Regions from separate parts of the Mus musculus genome. Here all the other regions are linked to region 1. A link is a contact called in public HiChIP or PLAC-seq data. All regions are on one chromosome and are shown on one strand. Each heading gives the region's core, a stretch centred on a gene start, on an enhancer-like site or on the middle of the called end of the contact. The rest is flanking DNA. Distances are from core to core; before and after follow the strand shown.

Region 1 (4,511 bases), core at 1,325-3,824:
TGGAGTCTGGACATAGAGCAGCAGGGGTGGGGCTAGAGAGCTATGGACACTGATCCTGACCTGAGGTCTCTTCCTAGTCCATATGAGAAGTAGTTGTCTCAAGTCATTCTCACCACTTTACCTTCTGTGCAGTGATGGGCTGTAGCCTTCTAAATCACGAGTCAAAATAAATCTCTTCGACCTTAAGTTGCTTTTTGTTAGGTATTTGGTGACAATAAGAAAGGCTAATTAACACATAAGGACTGTGACAGTGTTCGCACAGTGCCTGACGTGTCAGAAGTGTTCAGCAAACAGTTTTCACTCCCCAGCATTTACTCCAGCACTGCAAACATTCTAAGTACTGAATAATTACCTGCAGGTGGATGGCTGAAGAACAAAGGACTCAATCAGAGAAACCCACACCAGAAGACACAAGAGCAGCCCTGTCAGAGAAATCAAGTAGCTTTCCTTGGCTAGCCCAGGCAAGACATTCTGCCTGAGGGGAGACCTCGGGAGGGGAGGGGAGATCAACATGGCTTGGCAATGAGGTCATGAAATATTGACTAATAGGAAATCAAGGTTGATTTAGGAGTTGCTGCTGTGGGCAGCTGAGTTTTGTACGTTCGACTGAATTTGTCATTTGTCAAGACTCCCAGAAGGATGTAGGAAGCACATGTTTCTTATCAATGGAAAATAAATTCTTACAGCAATCAGTTCTCATTGGTGTAGACTTGGCTCTAGGATTCGGGAGAATCAGGGGCCTGGGGAGATTGCTCAGTTGGTAAAGTGTCCCCAGGGCAAGCTTGAGAACCTGGGTTCAAATCCTAGCACCTGTGTAAAACAATCCTGGCTCCATACACACCTGTAATCCCAGGGCCTACACACAGAGACAGATCTTTGAGGTGAGGGGCTGAGGAAGATACCAACATACACTTCACTCAGACACACAAGAAATGAAAATATGTTGGTCTGAAGACCTATGCATGGACATTAGCACTTGTAGAAAAGCCCTTCAGGGGCTGGAAAGATGGATTGGAGCACTTGCTGAATACATGAAGACATGATTTGAATCCCCAGAACTTATGCTAAAACCTATGCACGGCTCCCATGCCTACTCCACAAAGTCCAGGTTCAGTGAGAGCCTGAAGATTGGTAGAGCAGTGACTGATGGAAAATTACCAACACTGACCTTTGACCTCCACAGCTATGCATGCATAGACACACACACAGGCATAGACACACACACACACACACACACCACATACACACATACCACACACACACACATACACATCATACTACACACACACACACACCACACGTATACACCACACACACACACACACACACACACACATACACACAACACACATACACACCACACACACACTCACACTCACACTCACACTCATACTCATACTCATAGTGAGGAAGGGTATTGCCTTTTCAGATACTGACTATCTGGTTTCTCAGCCTAATCTGTTGGGTTCATGGCGGTAACTCTGAATCCTTTGTTCGGAGGAATGACCTGTGGGCCGTGGCTGTAAACAAGATGACTAGTCCCTCAGCTCCCTGTTCACCACAGGGAATGATGGAAGGGTCAGAGATTTACCTGTCATTCCTCTGAATCCTTTCTTCATCCCTTCTCCTCCCTCCAGTGGCAACAACATTCATGCCTGGCATTTCTTTTAAAAAGAGGGATTATAGTTAGGAGCCTCCTTGATGTACTGATATCCCACAAGTCCATGAACAACTGGGAGAAATTTACTCTCCATGGCTACAAAATGCTAAATCTGGAAGGCAGGTCACTTGGAAGGCAGGTCACGTCACCTGGAAGGCAGGTCACTTGGAAGGCAGGTCACCTGGTTCCAGAATTCCTCGTGAGGGTCTGTGAATCAGACAATAGAGCTCACTAGGTCTATAGGGGAAAAAAAAAAACCCTGAAATTTACCATTTCCTTCAGTTATTGTTTGTGAATGAAAGCAACACACCCCAGTGTGTAAGCCTGTGAATACGGGTGTTTTCAGAGTCCAGATCCCCTGGCGCTGGAGTGACCAGTAGATGTGAGCTGGAAATCAATGCAGGCTCTGCAAGAGCAGTGCTCACTCCTAACTGCAGAGCCATCTCTCCAGCCCCACACTTCCCTTTGTATCTCACTTGGGCTACTGCAAAACTCTCAAATTATAATTTACTTACCACCTCCCACAGGCTCTCAAGTAGCCCAGGAGGCCTTCAAATTCTGTGTGTACCCAGGGAGGTCTTGAACTTCTGCTCCTTCCGAAGCATGCGAAGGCCTGCTTTGTGCCGTGTTAGGGATCAAGCCTAGCGTTCCATGCGTTCTAGGCAAGCACTCTACAAGGAGCTAGGTCCAGGGCCCTCTTTTGGTTTCTTGCCCTTTACATTTTCTTTTAAGGAACCATTCATAGGTTTGTGAGTGAACTGAACTGATGGCTCTTAGGCGATCTCGAGCATTTAGCAGCCAGATGGCTTCCTCCATGACTCATCGCCCCAAGCCGGCTCTCTAGAGAGGAGGGGATGTGGTAGCCCACTCACCGTTGGCTTCAGGGCCTCTGATGAAGAAGAAGAATTTGTGGTGAGAGGTCCTGGCCTGCGGGAGGGACCGTTTCTGATGAGGTCATCGGGAGGGAATGCCTCCCTGGGCAGAGGTGGGAGCCTGGGCCAGCTGCCAGCAGCGGGGTCAGGAAGCAGGACAGACAGAAAAAGGAGTTCTGCCTGAGGATTAGCCATCTTTAAGGGTCCTGTGGAATTGCTTTGAAGTTTCATCCTCAGGCAGGCTCAAGCTCTGGGGGGAAAAAAACAAACAAACAATGGACTTTTGTTTTGTCCCCTCCTGATCAGAGAGGACCCAACCTTGCATTAACTCTGATGGTTCTGACCGCAGTTGGGCCCTGCCACAGCTCACAACACCCATCACCGGAAAATTGCCTAGCATAGCCTGTGCCTTCTAACGTTTCAGCAGAGTTTAAACGGTTTCTCAGGGATTCCTTGCAAACTCACACACCTTGTTATACAAGTCAAAAGGGTGTTTTAGAGACAGTGTCCTGGGGGGAACTAAGGTGTTTTGTATTGTCTTTACAGTATGAGACTTGAACACAGCCAAGCATTCAACCCTACACCCCCACCAACTCTATAGCCTACGAGGATCTAGGTATAAGCAAAGCTCCAGGCTGATTTGGGGATGTAGTCATGTTTTGTAACTAGGATAACATGGGTGTCCTTAATCTTGGTGTTCCAGACCTCTGAAACCAGGCCCTGCTTTATACAGATGGATATCATCGTAGGAAACCCAAACTGTAACAAGATACAAATAATAATAGTTATCATGTATAAAGAGGTGTGTGTGTGTGTGTGTGTGTGTGAATGCTGCCTGTGCAGATGAAGCTAAGAGTACTGGATTCCTTGGAACTAGAGCTATAGGTGAGAGATGGGAACCAAACTTGGATCCTCTGGGAGAGCACAAAACTCTTACCTGTTGAGTCATGTCTCTGTCCCCAAAGCTAACATTTCTTGAGTGTCTGTTATATAGAGTTTGGACAGGCCACCATTCAATGCCTGCTGGCTGTGTGTGTGACCTTTTTGCCAAAAGAAACAATAATTCTTTTTAAGATTGAGAGAGAGAGAAAGAGAGAGCGAGAGAGAGCTTTACTGGCAAAAAAGTTAAAGTGCACACATAGTCATTAAAATGTAGGGATGGAATTCAAACCACCATCTGTCAAATCCCTGAGTTTATGCAGTTGACCTAGCATGAGCCACGATCCAGTTTGCTTGGGGACTAAGGAGGTTGCCCAGCACATGGGACTTTCCCACAGGAACTGGGAGGATCCTAGATGAGTCAGTCAGACTCTATCAAGACTGAAAGGTTTCTGCTGGAGACTGAAGCTCCCACTCCTCTTTTGACCACATGGCGTTGGGCAGGCTTCTCCACCATGGGCTCCCCTGCCAGGGGCCTCATCTGATGGTCACACCCGTCCCAGAGATGACCATTGAGTAAGACCACATAGATAGCCACACCTACTGTGTGTCCCACAGGGGCAGCAAAGGTGAGTCGCACACAGGTGCACCTGGAGAGGCCCCGTTTGCACTGTCTAATGGCTTCAAATCCAGAAAGAAAACAAAAACATTATAATCTCTTCAAGTAACTTTCTGTTCTCACTTCCCTTCTTATCCTCTGGGACTCATCCAATTCAATATATCCTAAAGTCTCTCAGGCAAGCTGAATTATCTGAGTTCTCTCTTGCACTATATTATTTTTATTTAGTTTTTATAAGGCAAAGTTATAACATAGTCCCCAAACTACACAATAGAGTTTCCCACATTTGGGGAAATCTCAAGGGTTGGAAGATCTGGATTGCAATGGCTAAGCATCACCCTGGGAAAACTCCCTTCTTGACTGAGGGATCTCTTGCATTTATTGAAATAATTTTTCACTTATTTTTTTGACAACTGCGTACACGTATTCAGTGTATTTTTATCATATCCAGTCTGCCAGTACCCTCATCTGTCGCTCTCCC
Region 2 (4,511 bases), core at 1,504-4,003, 110 kb before region 1:
ATATGGCCGTTCTTCAAAGGGACAGCCTAAGACTCAAGGGGGCAGGAAGTAGCTGAGCAAGGTTGGCTGCTGCCTATCAAAACTCACACCCTCTGTACACAAAAATCGTATCAGGTCAAAAGGCCACCAGTAACCTTGCCTGCAAGCCCTGGCACCTGCTGTGCCCAGGACACTGGAGCCCAACTCACATTCCCAGAGATGGTCACAATTCAGGGAAGACAAACCCTAGACTCAGAGAAATGGGAATAATAGGGTACTGCTCTGAAGGTGGGCAAGGCTTCCTAGAGGGTGTGGTCTGCCCGATTCCTATGCACTGGAGTTTCACAGCAGTGAAGGAGAGACACTTCAAGCTGTAGGGTTGTAAAGGCAACAGCCTGGGTTTAATGAGACAATGACTTAGAACAAGGAGCAATTCAGTGAGTCCGGGGCTTGGAGTGACAGGAGGGGAAGAAGTCAAGAATATACATCATGTTGGGGTCCCAGAATTCTCCAGGATGGGGATCCAGTAGCGGGAGGGAACTGCCATCAGACAGGCTGGCACAGGAACGCAGATGTGAGGTGGCTACTGACCCGTTACCCCTGTTTATTCCTCATAGCAAGACACACAGGTAGATATAAAGTACAGTGGTTTGAATATACTTGGCCCAGGGAGTGGCACGATTAGGAGGTGTGGCCTTGTTGGAAGAAGTATGTCACTGTAGGGTGGACAGTGAGACCCTCCTCCTAGCCACGTGGGAGCCAGTCTTCTCCTGTTTGCCTTCAGAACAAGAGGTGGAATTCCAGCTCCTCCAGCCCCACATCTGTCTGGATGCTGCCATGTTCCCACCTTGATGATACTGGACTGAACCTCTGAACCTGTAAGCCAGCCCCAATTAAATGTTTCCTTTATAAGAGTTGCCTTGGTCATAATGTGTGTTCACAGCAGTAAAGCCCTAAGACATAAGGCCAAAGCACAGAGAGGTAGAGAACTACTCCAAGTTCACTCACCCAATAGAGCTGGGATTTCCCAGTTACTCCGTTAAGATCCACTAATAAAGGACAAAGAGATTCAGGTTGTTTCTTCTAAAGCTCATGGTTTGCTTATTTACCGACTTTTAAAACACTTAATTCTTTGAGAATTTCATACAGTACTTATATATGGAAGGGGAAAGGCACGTGTGTGTGGAGGTCAGAGGACAAACTCTGATGCTGGCCCTTGCCTTCCTCTTGTTTGAGGCCAGGTCTCGTTCTCTGCTGCATACACAAGGCTGGCTGGTCCATGCAGAGCTCATGGTTTCACAGTCAGCCTGCTGAGATCCTCAATGAAAACCTGACGGGCAGGATGGAAATCAAACAGGCTGAGGTGGGGAGAGGACCGTGGGGCAATACATACATGAGGCAGAGCCTGGCTCATACTAGAGGCTCCTGAGCAATGAGGGATGTGGGGGTTGGGAGAGAGGAAAGACCACAGGACCATTCCATTCCATATATGTTTGTGGCAGGAAGGGGGCATCCAGAGGTCACTGACTAAGAACCTTCCTCTCTGCTGCTCAGCCAGTGATGTCTTCCAAATGATGCTCCCAGAATCCTACTTTGCCCCCCCTTTTTTTGACCATGACATCTTTAAAAAGTTGTGTGTGTGTGTGTATGAGAGAGAGAGAGAGAGAGAGAGAGAGAGAGAGAGAGAGAGAGAGAGAGAATGAATATGTTTAAACACACCACAGAGGCCAGAGAGCACAGGATTCCTTGGAACTGTAATTGCAGGTAGTTGGTGGTTGAGTGCTGCCTTACAAGAGTGCTTACAGGAAACAAATCTGGGTCCTCTGGAACACCTGTGTGCCATGGTAACTATGTGTCTGAGAGACATTCCCCTGGGCATTGTCATTTAAACATCTTTGCCCTGAACACAACAGAATTGCTTGCGCCATTTCCCCCAGAGTAAGAAAGCCTCTGGCATTGTGTTCCAGGGTGGACTGGGGCAAGGACAGGATGGTCTGTCCAGGGGCATTACCTAAGAAGGTCAGTACAAGGCCCAAACCCTTGGGACCATATTTAGAATTCCCCTTCAATTCTGGCTTCAGGAATTCTACAGCTTGGAAAAGGAAGTTTGGTTCTCCTCTGCTCCGAACTGTGCTGCAGAAATGCTCCAGGTTTCATCAGAAGGCTGATCCTCTTCCATAGGCGTGTGGGGCTTGGGTGACCCAAGGTGTAAAGAGATCCAGAGCAAAGCTGGTGGCTCTGTGCTCCCAGCACTCTGATGTTATAGGGATCGTTAGAGAAGCAGGAAGGAAGACGGAGGGCTGTCGTTACTTCAGCACCCGGGTCTGTAGAAAACATTACTTTCCTCCAAGACCTTAGGCTCTGGAGAAGTCAGTCCCACTTCCACTTGCTAGAAGGACCCAGAGTTTCAGAGAGGGACAGGAACTCAAGCTGCCCAGGAGATGGCTGGAGCTGCCCATCAAAGGCAGCCAGGGAAGCAATTGGCCAAGGTCGAGCTTTTAGCAGCAGTGGAGGATGTTTGGAGCTGTGGGGAGGGGGAGGAGAGAAAAATCATAAAAGGCTAAAACTGTAAAGTGTAGAAACGGAGATTGACAGTGCTAAAATGTAGAGTGTGGAGCTTCATCCCAAAGGGGAGAAGAGAGACGCGCAGGGGATCTCGCACCAGTGCAACTTTGCCCCACGATCTTCAGACATGCAGGCTTGACTTGTCAGGACAGCCCTGCCCCATGTCTTAGAAGGTAGCCATGTTTGCAGCCAGCAGCACAGTTGGCCAGCACCAGGCTGTTCCACAGGGGGCAGTGTGGTTCCATGGGACATTAGTAGAGTGTCCCTGTCTCTCTGGAGGGAAAAAAGTTTCTAGGAAAAATTTAAGAAGCAAAGTGTAGGTGAATATCTTTGTGTGTCTCTGGAACTTCTTGAGGGCTTGAAGACATCTGTGTGTGTCCAATATCTCCAGAGACCGTGGAATCCATGCTATCACACCAGTATTTTTATCCTTGGGGATTTTTTGGTTGGTGTTGTTTTAATTATTGTATGATCTAGGGACAAATGCTTTTGCAACCACACCTTGAATTCATCAGAGTCCTACTCTAAAATATCACTAGAATTATTACCTGCCTATGTTTCATCTTTGAGATAGCCTCTTCTAGGCCACAGGCAGGGGTCACATCGTGTTGCATGTAACCTCACCAGCTTCCAAAGCTATGAAATGGCTTAGACAGGATGGATTTAGTTTGTTGGTGACCAGTGTTTGAGGGCCCTCTGGTTTGAACTTTGAACACGCAACATAAGACTGTGCGTAAACAGTTACTGCCCACCACAGCTGTCTTGTCTTCCTTATTCACCTATACAGCCCCACCCTAGCTGTCCAAAACAGCTCCTCCAAAGAGTGCTTTGCTAGGAGTCCCTTCCGAACACAGCTTCGAAGAAACACAATTTGATCCTTAATATACTGGCACCTCTTTGTCAACTCTCACCACTGACAAAGCTGGAAGCTAGGGTCTATTAATGTTCCTATGGCTGTAACTAAACACTATGACCAACAGCAAATTAGGGAGCAAAGAGTTCTTTCCCTTTCACTTCTGGATCACAGTTCATCATCAAGAAGTCAGGGCAGAAACTCAGGAAAGGAATCTAGAGTCAGGAGCTGAAGCAGAGGCCATGGAGGAGAGCTGCTACTGGCTTGCTCCCCGTGGCTTGTTCGGCCTGCTTTCTTATAGTGTTCTGGATTACTAGCTTAGGATGGCAGTGCCCACAGTGAGCTAAGCCCTCCTCCATCAATTATATATCAAGAAATGCCCTATAAGTCTTCCCTATGGACCAATCATATGAAAGTATTTTCTCACTTAAGATTCTTTCTTCCCAGTGAGCCTAGCTTGTGTCAAGCTGACATAAAAAAATAGCCAGTACAGGATCCAACCCAAAGAAAGTTGTTACTGAAATAGAGAAAAGACTTCTGATGGTGTGACCTGGTCCCTAGAAGACGGTGCTCATGGCCTGGACCCACAAAGGGCCGTCTAGAAGAAAAACGGGGAGACAGAGAGAAAGGTTTCTTTAATAAACCGTGCAGGCACCTGGGCCATAGGCACTTGCAGTTCAACACCTCAGGCTTTCTTCCTTCAATGTCTGGAGACAAAGGAAGGAAGCAAAAAGAACACGTAAGAGCTTTGGGCTTCAGAGAAGTGACTTTGAGCAAGTTGCTTTCAAGACCGCTAGGAATCCATGATGAAGAGTTCTACTTAACTCCCCAGTTCCTTTCAAAATGGAGCAGTGCTAACTGGGGAGTTGACTGGAAGCTACAGGTGCTCTGGGTCAAGGAAGGTCTCGTTCCTCCTACTGGTGGGTGTTTGGCTGTGGACTTTACGTACACCCTGGTTCTTCTGAGGGGAGAAGAAATATCTGCTGGCGGTGTTGGACTCTCTCCCACAGCAGTGATGAATGGAAGTTCCAGCTTTAGCCTCAGGATTGAGTCTATCCCGAAGATGGCAGAGGGAAAACAGTCAGGACTCCAAATCTGTAGTGACCTCATTAAC
Region 3 (4,511 bases), core at 1,052-3,551, 97 kb after region 1:
TTCCCAATGCTAAGATTTTATTCTGCCATCTGCTCCCACCATGATGTTGCTGCCTTGCCCCAAGCCCAAAAGGAACAGGGCTAACCAGTCAATGACAGAAAAATCTCTAAAATTTTGAGCCCAAATGAACCTTTGCTATTTATAACTTGTGTGACTATCTTCAGCTCTTTGTGAAATAGCAAAAGGAAGCTGACTACCTCAGGACCCTTCACAGTTTATGGCACATGCTCCCCTCTGAGGGTAGGAGCTGGTGGTTTATCGTTTGTGACCTCAGTGCGTCCCTGAGATGTAGTTATAGCCAACTGAAGTCTGTTCAGTTTGGTGGAGATGGAGCCATCCCCTGCCTGAGGGGGAAGCTAGTAATAGTTTATGAGAAACCAAATGATAGCCAGGCAGCGGTGGTATATACCTTTATCGTAGCACTCAGGAGGCAGAGGCAGGCAGATCTTTGTGAGTTTGAGGCCAGCCTGGTCTACATGGTGAGTCTTTACAGAATGAGTTCAAGGACAGCCAGAGCAACACAGAGAAACCCTGTCTCAAAAAAACCAAAACCAAAACCAAAAACAGAAAAACAAATGGACAAGATAGTTTCCCCTTACTCTTCTTTCTTAAAAGTTTTAAAATTATATTTATTTCTCTCTCTCTGTCTCTATTTTTCTGCATCTCTCTCTCTCTGTTTTTCTGTGTCTCTGTCTGTCTCTCTGTCTCTGTCTCCCCCACCCACCCCACCCTTCTCCTCCTGTGTGCATGTGTCCAATATGTATATAGAGGTTGAAGGATAATTTGCTGGAACTGGTTCTGGAGATGATGCACAAGTCACCAACCTGGCCGCAGGTGCCTTTACCCACTGAACTATCTCCACCCGCCCCACTTAAGCTTGAGTCACTTCTTTTAATAATTGTTCTTTTGGCTTTCATTTTTCTTTACCCACTTGTCTTATTAAGATGCCAGTGTTGCCAGGGAAGGATACTCTCATGAGAAACCAAATTTTACCTTCTTTATTGTTTTTTCCCCTGGGAACCATCTAAACCAGAGCTTGGCGGACTATGTACGACCTGGGGGAATTCTCAGATTGTTTTTGTGCAATCTGAGAGTAAAGGATGGCTTCCGAATGTTTAAATGGTTGGGGGCGGGGGAAGGGGGCGCAGACTCAAAATCAAAATATTAGTTCCTGGGCTGGAGAGGTGGCTCAGCGAGTAAGAGCACCTGCTGTGCAAAGCATGGGGACCTGAGTTTAAATCCACAGCCCCAGGCTGCATGAACCTGCACTACAACATTGTTGGGCAGAGAGATGGACCGATCCCAGGAACTTGCTGGCCAGTTAGCCTAGCTGAAAACCAGGCTCCCTGTTCAGGAAAAGACCCTATCATTAGGCAATAAGAAGGAGCATATATATGTGTGCACAAGTGTGTGTGGCATGCACAAAACAATACGAATGATTATTTATGATCCATGGAGGTATGCAAACTTCTGGTTTCTGTGCTTAAAAATAAAGTTTTATTGCAATGCATCCATTCATCAATGCCTCCATCTGCTTTAGTGCTCTGGAGCCAGGGCTGAGAACCCATGGCACACACCTTATGACTCATAAAGCCAAAAATGTTTACTCTCTGGTGTTACAAAAATGAAGTTTGGTGTGGACTAGAGAGGTGACTCGGTGGTTGAGAATAAATCCTGCTCCTGCAGAAGACCAGAGTTCGATTCCCAGCACCTCTATAGCAGCTCACAACCTCCTGGAACTCCAGCTTAGAGAACGTGGAGTCCACCACCCCCTGCCCTCACCCCTCACCCCTCACCCAGCCTCCACACACACGTGGTACACATAAACTCACAAAGACACACACACATTCACATAGGGTTTTTTATTTTAATTTTTTTTTAATGTTTGTTGACTCCAAAGGGAGACTATACTCCTGTATGTATCCAATCCGCTGTTGTCCCTGTCCTTGTTACAAAATCACTAAAGGATGATAATCTCTTTTCAACAGGGAGGTGACACGCACTTCAGGGGACAGAGTCCCAGAAAGTTACGTTAAATAGCAGTAGTTGAATAGTAGTTTTGATATTTTTTCAAGTTTGTGGTTTAGATAATTCTTTAGACTTAGAGAAGTGAGAATCTACTCTCTCTGAGCCCGGGTGAGAGGCCTGTTGGCTGCGGAGATTATGTCACTGCAAATGCCTGTCAGCCTATCAGCTCACTGCTCATAACTCTTGGTGCTCAGACTCATCGGCCCAGGCACTTTCCATCCTCAGTCCCAGCGTTTCAGCTCCGTGGAGGCAGAATGTTTGAATTATGACCCAAGCAGGAGATGGGCTTCCCTGGGGGGCAGAGAAGGAAGTGATTTACTCCGGGAAATCCCAGTACCAGGCCTAGGAAAGCGTCTTCCAGCAGTAAATCGTTTCCATACCGCAAGGATGGGGGTGGGAACAGGCCAGCGACAGAGATCCCAGAAGGCGAATTCTTGCATTTTAGTCTCTGTGGACTCAGTGCACAAACACTTGCTGCTGGGCAGCTTTAAGGTGAGTGAATTGGGACCTAGGTGCCGTCACAAGACTGTGCAGGTCATATGTCACCTCTTGGTGGAGGAAATCATGGGTGAGATTTCCTGTGGCTCTTTGGAATTCTAGATCTTCCTGGATTTGCCAGAGGAATTTGGTTGGTCTCACTGGTATGAGCCTTAAAGCTGTTTTTCCTTTCTCACTTGGAATGTCACAGCGTAAGAATGTATGAGACTTCCCAGGTGAGGAGAGGTTGGTGGGCCTTCCAGCATCACTCTGAATTGCTGAGGACTGTGTGTGTGTGTGTGTGTGTGTGTGTGTGTGTGTGTGTGTGTGTGTGTCTGTCTGTCTGTCTGTATGTATGTATGTATGTGTTTGTGTATCTGTGTGTTTGTCTGTGTGTGTCTATGTGTGTGTTTGTGTGTGTGTCTGTGTGTATGTCTGTGCCTGTGTGTCTGTATGTCTGTGTGTTTGTATGTCTGTGTGTGTGTCTGTATGTGTGTCTGTGTATCTGTGTGTTTGTCTCTCTGTGTATGTATGTGTGTCTGTGTGTGTGTTTTCACTAATGTGTGTGTATATATATGTGTGTGTGTGTGTGTGTGTGTGTGTGTGTGTGTGTGTGTATGTGTATGTGTGTGTACAGTTATGTACAGAGGTCAGAGATCAATGTCAGATATTTGGTTTTTCTCCACCTTATTCTTTGAGATGGGAGACAGGGTCTCTCACTGAACCTGGAGCTCAGTGATTTGGCCAGGCTAGCTGCTCAGCAACACCCAAGGATCTCCAGGCCCCAGCATCCCTATGCTGGGATTACAGGTACTCACTGCCATGTGTAGCCTTTTTACACGGGTGCTGGGGACTAGCCTCAGGTAGGCCCTCACGCTTGCAGAGCGAGCATTGTATCAACTGTGCCAGCCCCACTGAGGGACAGTTTTAAAGTCATTTCTACCTTGAACATGTTTGTGGAAGGCAGCAGATGGTTCTGTCTGCCCCGCAGTGAAGGTTTTACCCTTTCTGTTCTCAGACGGTAATGGAGTGGATTACATGGCATGCCTTTGGACTAAGCATCTGAGTCTTTTCCTGAAGTGAAGAAACTTTCCAAGTTGCCCAGAGTCATAAAATCATCAAAGATGTTAGTACTGGAAGACAGGCCTGACTTTACAGATGTTGAGCCAGAAGCCTGATCTCACAGCTAAGGGGCAGCAGGGTTTGTATTTGATCTAGGGTTCCTAACGTCATATCCAGAGCATTTCCTATGAGGCTCCTCTGTCTGCCCTCTTGGAGCTGGTGGAAATGAGGTTGCATATAAAGTTAGGAAGGCACTTGCCATACAAGGACCAAAAGCTAAGTGTGCAGCATAGGCCTGTTAAACCCAGCACTGCAGGGAGGGTCACGGACAGGGACAGTGACCCTGACAGAGGCAGAGAGTTTAGAGTAGATAGGATACCTGACTTTCTCTGGTCTCCACATATATGCACACTCACACATGCCTGCACCCACATGTGCATGTATTCTATATACATAAGCCCTGCATCCACACACACACACATACATACACACGCACATATGAACAAACGAAGAAGACTAAGAGAGGAGCTACTTACTCTGGACAGAGGAAGCATCATGGGCTGTCTATCCTGTATTTGCTTCTGTTAGGGTCGGCAAGTGAGAAGCATGTAAACCGAGCTTTGAGACACATGCTCTATACCTTGCTGCCAGACAGACAACCCTAAGCTCCCACAGTTCCATGGTTTGACTTAGCATATTTTATTTGCATCAGCTAGGGCATGAGTCAGTAATGTTATCCCTGTTTTGGGTAGGTGGTAGAAGTGGGATTAGAGCATAAGGCTGGTTATATTCCATCCTAGGCTCTTCACGCCTAAGGACGAGGGAGCTGCTGGACGAGGGAGGGACTGTAGGAGTGAGCTGGGAAAAGGTCTGGTCCTTCTGATGGTCTATCCAAATGCCCTTCAGGGACCCTAGACCTGAGCTATAGAATCCAGAGTAGAAAT

The links. HiChIP or PLAC-seq counts read pairs in DNA pulled down with a chosen protein or histone mark.
Region 2: a contact with region 1 is called in an H3K27ac HiChIP or PLAC-seq map of embryonic fibroblasts, with 28 read pairs. The contact joins two enhancer-like sites. A contact is called at or near these places in 4 of 39 promoter capture datasets (the 3T3-L1 cell line, cranial neural crest and trophoblast stem cells), 1 of 15 datasets of contacts at CTCF or cohesin (the NIH/3T3 cell line), 10 of 484 Hi-C or Micro-C datasets (the C2C12 cell line, the HL-1 cell line, adipose-derived mesenchymal stem cells and 5 more) and 9 of 115 datasets of contacts at active chromatin or transcription factors (cardiomyocytes, embryonic fibroblasts, embryonic stem cells and 5 more).
Region 3: an H3K27ac HiChIP or PLAC-seq map of trophoblast stem cells shows a contact between it and region 1, with 15 read pairs. The contact joins two enhancer-like sites. A contact is called at or near these places in 7 of 39 promoter capture datasets (the 3T3-L1 cell line, hippocampal neurons, liver and 2 more), 7 of 484 Hi-C or Micro-C datasets (the C2C12 cell line, the HL-1 cell line, Sertoli cells and 4 more), 5 of 115 datasets of contacts at active chromatin or transcription factors (embryonic stem cells, extraembryonic endoderm stem cells, pancreatic cancer cells and 1 more) and 2 of 9 other capture datasets (embryonic tail and embryonic trunk).

What each region holds. Positions count from the first base shown.
Region 1 is chr9:67,104,109-67,108,619 of GRCm38.p6, reverse strand. It overlaps Gm10646 (predicted gene 10646), which reads right to left. Exons shown (of 3, transcript NR_153957.1): 2 at 2,533-2,782; 3 at 1-1,867. It also overlaps the pseudogene Gm22145. Among named protein-coding and RNA genes, the nearest start is that of Gm10646, 4.1 kb to the right of the region's middle. Within about 2 kb of position 2,574, at least 108 of the 459 cell types and tissues checked have an H3K27ac peak or open chromatin away from gene starts, as enhancers often do. A contact at or near this core is called in the C2C12 cell line, the NIH/3T3 cell line, embryonic fibroblasts and 3 more, where this site is marked.
Region 2 is chr9:67,211,718-67,216,228 of GRCm38.p6, reverse strand. No RefSeq gene overlaps it. Among named protein-coding and RNA genes, the nearest start is that of Mir190a, 23 kb to the left of the region's middle. Within about 2 kb of position 2,753, at least 44 of the 459 cell types and tissues checked have an H3K27ac peak or open chromatin away from gene starts, as enhancers often do. A contact at or near this core is called in the C2C12 cell line, the NIH/3T3 cell line, embryonic fibroblasts and 3 more, where this site is marked.
Region 3 is chr9:67,006,736-67,011,246 of GRCm38.p6, reverse strand. No RefSeq gene overlaps it. Among named protein-coding and RNA genes, the nearest start is that of Gm30639, 3.8 kb to the left of the region's middle. Within about 2 kb of position 2,301, at least 37 of the 459 cell types and tissues checked have an H3K27ac peak or open chromatin away from gene starts, as enhancers often do. A contact at or near this core is called in embryonic fibroblasts and trophoblast stem cells, where this site is marked.